Linked DNA regions of Arachis hypogaea: region 1 is linked to region 2. A link is a contact called in public Hi-C data. All regions are on one chromosome and are shown on one strand. The core of a region is the stretch at or near the end of the contact, and the rest is flanking DNA. Distances in the headings are between cores, read along the strand shown.

Region 1 (3,117 bases), core at 405-2,904, 520 kb after region 2:
AAAATAAAATATATATCAAAATATAAAATATATATTAAAAATAAACTAATTATATATTTATATAAAAAACTAATTCTATGATTTTCATGAGTGATATGTAAATTTAGTTTAATTTATCTTTTATAATAAATTTTAAATTTTTAAAAATGATTTGCTTTTATATTTTAAAATTAAATATAAATTTTTCTTTTTTTAATAAATTAAACACCACTTTTTAAACAAAAAAAAAAATCACTTTATTAATATCCGAATAATTAAAGGAGTGACTGACTCTGACTAGTCATTCCCTTATCTTGTTATGGTTAAAATTTTAAAAATAATGATTACCGCAGAATCACTGACTCTCGGTATTCCCTCTATTAGTCCGAAGGGAGAAATAGAAAGGAGAAACAATGAAACATCAACCGAACGAAGTGAAACCACTTTCAGAATCATAATCATCACATAAATTAAAGAAAATTTAAAATAACATGGAAAAAAAATAATAACATACAATCAAAACTAATCACACCAAGATCACAAATAAAAGGAATTATTTTAAATTAAAGATACGATCATTTATGATTATTAAAACTATTTGTGCAGAGAAAGCTAGGCGTCCTTTATCTTAAGTAGTTATCTAAGTTTTACACCCCCCTTTTATCGACGGCTAAATTGGATTAGAAAGCAAATTCATGATCGGACAGAATTTTCAAAATATTTAGGGGATCTCTAAAATATACAAAGAAAAGATAATCCAAACTTATAATAATAATAATAATAATAATAAAAGGCCCCTATGCCACTATTCCCACCCGAGTGAAAGAAATCTCTGCTCCCTGTAACGGTGACATGAATTAATTTGGACCACGATTTAATAAAACTGGGAAACGAAAAAAACAAACTCCCAATAGAAATCGAAAAACAAGTTAAATCAAAATTAAATTAAAAATAAAAATTAACCAAGAAAAAAATATTTACCTTATGGAGAGTCCTTGAAGGAACATCTGGTGTGACACATTGGAGAAAGCGTTCCAAATTTGATATGTAGCTTCTGGAACTACACCTTGTCGATGATGATGAGACCATAATTTTCCCGAGAAAGTGACAGAAAATTCTCTCTCTCTGAGCCTCAATTCCTCAGGATTGACTAGCAATAAAAGAAATATATACAATAATTTAAGAACTCTTTTTCTCAATCATATGATAATTTCTTTTTGGAAAAACAAATAATAATAGCTGGGAAGATAAAAAGACGGATTTTTTCTTAAAATCCAAGTTTCCGATTCGGGAGAGATTTCGTTAGGATTTTGAGAGCGATGATGGAGAATAAAAGAACATGACTAGATGTCAGCATTGTCAATCATTGAAAAAAAAGGAATTAATTAGAAAAAAGAGAGACAAATTGCTACCAACCTTCACCAAATTCCGAATGAAATAAGGGGAATAAAAGAAAAGATTCTATTTTCCTTTTCTCTTCCTTTACATGGGTGAATTCGTTGAAGTGTTCAGCGTTTTCTCTTGAAGACCATAGAAACGAAGTGAATGAAGAAGTATGAAAGGGTGGGTAGGTACTGAGACTGCTACAAAGAAAGAGAGAGAGAGAGAAGAGTCTGTAACTCTTTATAGTTTCTTTCTTTTTTTCTTTTAATCTGTTACTTTTAAATTTTAATTATGTGAGAGCTCAATCAGTTTTTTCTATTTATTATTTAAAAAGGAGTTTTAAAAGAGAGAGAGATTAATAAATTAATTAATATAGAGTAATATTAATTGAAAAAAGGGGAAAAAAAACCAAAGAGGATGGGATTTTTTTGAAATTAAAATAAAAAAATTATTATTTTTTCAAATCTTATCTTTTAATTTTAATTTTTTAAATAGGATTTTTTAAAGTCGCCACACTTTCGACGAACTTCACTTCAAATTCTAAAAAAATGATTCACTTAAATTTTTAATAAAAAAAATTATTGTTAGATATGATTTATTTTTGGATATCTATATATTTTTAGAGACGATAATAATGATTGTTATTTCTACCAATAATATTAAAGTCATATTTATTGTTTGTGAAATTTTGTGTACTCTTTTATATTCTTAGATGGTATGATAATGACTTAAAAAAAATTTGAGTTCGTCAATTTTAAAAAAATTTGAGATGAAATTTACCAAAAATTAGGCAAATACTATAAAATTAATGAAGTTTGTCTAAGGTCAAGTGAACTCTACTAAAAATATAAAGTTTGCCGGTACAACAAACTTGCTTTAAATTTGAAAAACAAAATTATATTTGAAAAATTAAAATTAAAAAATGAAATTTTGAAAGATAATTATTTTTTTATTTTATTTTAAAAAAAATCTAAAGAAGATAAAAAAAATTGAAAGAGGAGAAAGAGGGAAAAAACGATGATGGTGAATGGCTTAGTTAGAGAAGAGAGTGAGAGTTCGCATCGCCGCGTGTGAAGAATGAAGTGTCAGTCAGTGTTATAATGTTATTAGATATCTTTGAGTTATAAGACTTTTCTTCTGGCCTTTCTTTGTTTCTTTCTCTGGGTTTTCGCTTTTTTTTTTTTTTATTTATTTTGTTTATTATTTGAGTTACTATATCCAATACTATATGGGCCTTATGGTTTAGTTTGGTTCCGATATAATCCACGTGTATCTATCTATAAAAAATAATTCAATATCCAAAACAAATCAAAGAAGAAACTGAAAAGGGAGAAGAAAGTAATCCAGTGGTGAGGGTCTTGGGAGATGGAATTTATACAGAACATCACATGGCAAAGGATAGTGATGCCCGCGGATCGGATATGGTTGAAAATTCGATTCGATCCGCATAATTTCTATCGGATCGAATTAGATACAATATCCGTGTTTTTGAATGTTTGATCTGATCCAATTCGATCTGCACATTTACGGATCGGATCGGATCAGATTGCGGATATATCCACATGATTAAGCTCACTTTTTAATTATATTTTTATGTAAAAAATTCAATAAAAATGTTTCTTTCACACTTTCAAACTTATTTGTTTCTAAAATAATTTTAATCAAATTTTTTTAAATAACAAAAATAAAATAATACAATATATAAATAACAAGTTTAACAACTACTAACTAAAACATACATACTAACAAATAAAT
Region 2 (3,432 bases), core at 58-2,557:
GACTACAAAATCACATTACCATTTTCTTGAAGAAAAGCTTGAAGCTGACACAGCCTGAACTGTGCAGCCCTTGAGTTCAATTGTTCTCTGCAAACCATCAGGCTCTCTTAGAAGAAGTGATTGACCCTTGATCTGCCCATACATTTTGATAGGGGAAACCTCTAAGAGCTCCCTTTTTCTTTTTTGTTCTTTTGATGGTCTATCCAGCCATGATCTCGAAACTTCTTCTGATTCTAGAACCCATAGAACACCCTGCAAGAAGCTGCTGATTAGATGAGGAGTAATAAGATGAATTAAAAATTGTGAAAATTAATGATTCCCAAATGAAGGTTTCAAATCTGTAATTGAGTATTGCATAATCAAAACCTAAAACCTAACAGAGTACCGTTCGGAGTTCCTTCCTGGATTTTTCCAAATTCTTTAAACATCAATATTTTCTTTGAAATCATTGTGATTAGTGGCACAAGGCTTGGTTAACATTAAAATAACTATTTTCCATAAATCAGAAGCTCTACTTTCCTTCTTTCTTTCTATTTCCATTTCCCAATTCCAACCACTAAGAGCCAAAAATGCGAAGGACTAACTAAAAAAATGAAGCTCACGTCAACAGAAAAAAAAAAGGCAAAAGAAACTGAAGAACATGCAATGAATTTTACTCGAAAGCATAAAAAATCAGCTCAAATTATTATTATTGTACCAGCATTATTATTAACGAATTAATTTAATTAATTAATTAATATCATTCAGTTTGCTAAAGCGCGTAACGTAGTTATATAATTAAAAATACGATTAATTTAAATTTAAATTTTGAAAAAAAAAAAAAAAGAGGGAGAAAAAGAAAGATTTGAGTTGAGTTGAGTTGAAGAATCGAAGAACCTGCTTCTTGGAGACGAAATCGAGAGACTGGAGAGGATCGAGCTCAGCGGGTGGTGGTTGGGAAGCAGCGATTCGGGATTGGTCTCTGTCGGCCTTAAAACGCAGTCGTTTGAGGATGAAGAAGAGTGCGAGAGCTTGGGCCGCAAGAACCGCCGCAACCCCGAGAATGAAGCCAACAAGAATCAGAGCAGATACCCACACCATTCTCGATTCTGACTGACGCTGACACCAGAGCTTGGGTTGAATAAGAGACTCTGAGAAGTTGAATTCAAGTGAGATGGAAAATGGAATGAAGAAGAAGAAGAGTTGCTTTGTTTCGTTGTTGTGGGAAACACAAAGGAAGGAAGGAACGAAGCGCGTTGTGGGAAGAAAGAAACACGTAACAGTAACAATAACAGTAACAGTAACAGTAACAGTAACGGCAAGAGACACAGTCGCACCGAGTCATTTCCAATAATCTATTTTTAAATAACTAGTAAATTGTCTATTTGACCCCTAAATATCAAAACACTTATCAAATTTATTTATTAATAAATAATATTAATTTTATATTTACGAAAATTAATTTTTATGAGACAAAATATTTAAATATTAATTTTGTTTACGAAAAAAGTTTTTATTACTATTCTAGATAAAAATAATAATTTATCTTCTATATAAAACTATTTTTTTTGTTCACAAATAAATTTGTTTATAACTTTAAATTTCAAATATAAAAATTATAATTTTTTATAAAATATATTTGTAAAAAAATTATAAATAAAAATACTTCCAACACGATAAATTTTTTCTCAAAAAAAATAGATGTTTTTGAATTGGTTTAGTTCTTGTTTGATTAATGTTTATTTTTTTCTAAAAAAAGATCATATTCCAGTGCTATTTATTTATTTTTTTTTTTACTAAAGATAGGAGACTCGAATCCACAACCTCTTAATTGAATATGGGGAGACTATGCTATTTGAGCTATTACTCATTGGCATGCTATTTATTTACCCAAACAGAAAAAATTAATTTGACTGCAATTTCAAAAAAAATAGAGACGAATGTTATTATTTTGTACAGGCAAATAATTGAACTTCTTTGCTTTTTTTTTTTAAATACTATTTGTACATTAAAATTAACAACTAAAATTAATTATCAATATATTTATATATAAATATATGTATGATTTAATTTATTTTTAATATATATTTATGTTTTAGTATATATTTTATACTAATAACTAATTTTAGTGACTAATTTTAATATACATGTAACATAACTTTTTTTTGTTAGTATAATAGCCCTCCACATTGAATTCGGGTAAAGTACTGATGAGGTTAACTCACAGGTCACGCCTAAATGCTTAAATACTCAAATAACACCAACGTATCAACGAAGATACCTCTTCAAAAATCACAAGCATCAAATTCTATCAAAAAGGTTGTACAAAAGAATAATATAATATTTGGTGTAATTCAGAAAATAAAGCTTTGAAATAATAAAATAAGTGGCCTGGAGTCATAAGAATTCAGAATCACAAGAAAAGAAGGGTATACCTTCAAAAATATCTGTAAGAGAAACTTGAACCATGCACCGGGCCACCGACCCTTCAAGTTCATGATCACTCACTGAGAGCCAATGGGCTATCTTATAACTTATATCCAGTAATTGATTGACTTGTCTTGCTATACATCAGTAGCCAAAATTCCTAAGCTCAACTATTATTATTATTATTATTATTACTACATAGAATTTTAATTCCTCATAAATTAATATTGACTTAAAATTTTAACATCTGTGTTTCAACTTTGAATTTATCACAAAAAGTCAAAAACAGATAATATAATACATTTAGGTTTATTTTTAACTATTTGTAAGTTCATTTTTAGTTGTTATGTGAAAGTCATATGTACAAAGTCTTAATAAAAAAAATAAAATATCTTAAAATTTGATAAAAATTTTAAAAATATTTTTAAATTTTATTTTATTTCAATTTTATTACATAAATTTTTTATTTGCATCAAATATATTTTTTATGACTAATTTTTAAAAAAATTTAAAACCAATTCAACAACAATTTTATAAGAATAATCCTCAACACAAGCAAATCAAGTATAATTTTCATACATTATTATTTGATTAGTCTTAAATTTTTTGAAAATTTAGCCATCAACGATATATATGATGCAAATCGAAAATTTTTGGGACAAAATTTAAACAAAATAAAACTTAGAGATATTCTTAAAACTTTTGCCAAACTTTAAGAGCAAAAAGTATACTTTACCCTAATAAAAAACATCAAATTTTTACGCATAGTTTATTAAAAGAAAAATATAAAAACTATCTTTTAGTTAGTTAACATGAGTTTTTCTTTTAATTCTGAAAAAGAAATTTTTTTAAATTTATAATTTAAAATTTACTATTAAAGATTTATAATTTAGAATTTAAAATTTAAGATAAATAAAATCATTTTAAAAAAGTCGCCTAATATTTGCCAAAAAAAATTCTCATTAACACTACTTTTGTTAATCTACATGCGCTTGAATTATATGCAACTTATCTAATAATAACAAT

What was found. Hi-C and Micro-C count contacts between places; a contact is called where the count stands out from the background.
Region 1: a Hi-C map of leaf shows a contact between it and region 2, with 2.7 times the contacts expected there. The contact joins the promoter of LOC112779602 here to the promoter of LOC112780137 in region 2. A contact is called at or near these places in 2 of 8 Hi-C or Micro-C datasets (leaf and an unstated tissue).

The regions. Positions count from the first base shown.
Region 1 is chr19:102,920,288-102,923,404 of arahy.Tifrunner.gnm2.J5K5, forward strand. LOC112779602 reads right to left here and starts at 1,655. Exons shown (of 8, transcript XM_072227831.1): 1 at 1,396-1,655; 2 at 961-1,129. The coding sequence starts at 1,068.
Region 2 is chr19:102,397,215-102,400,646 of arahy.Tifrunner.gnm2.J5K5, forward strand. It overlaps LOC112780137, which reads right to left and starts at 1,308. Exons shown (of 7, transcript XM_025824476.3): 1 at 877-1,308; 2 at 20-252. The coding sequence starts at 1,080.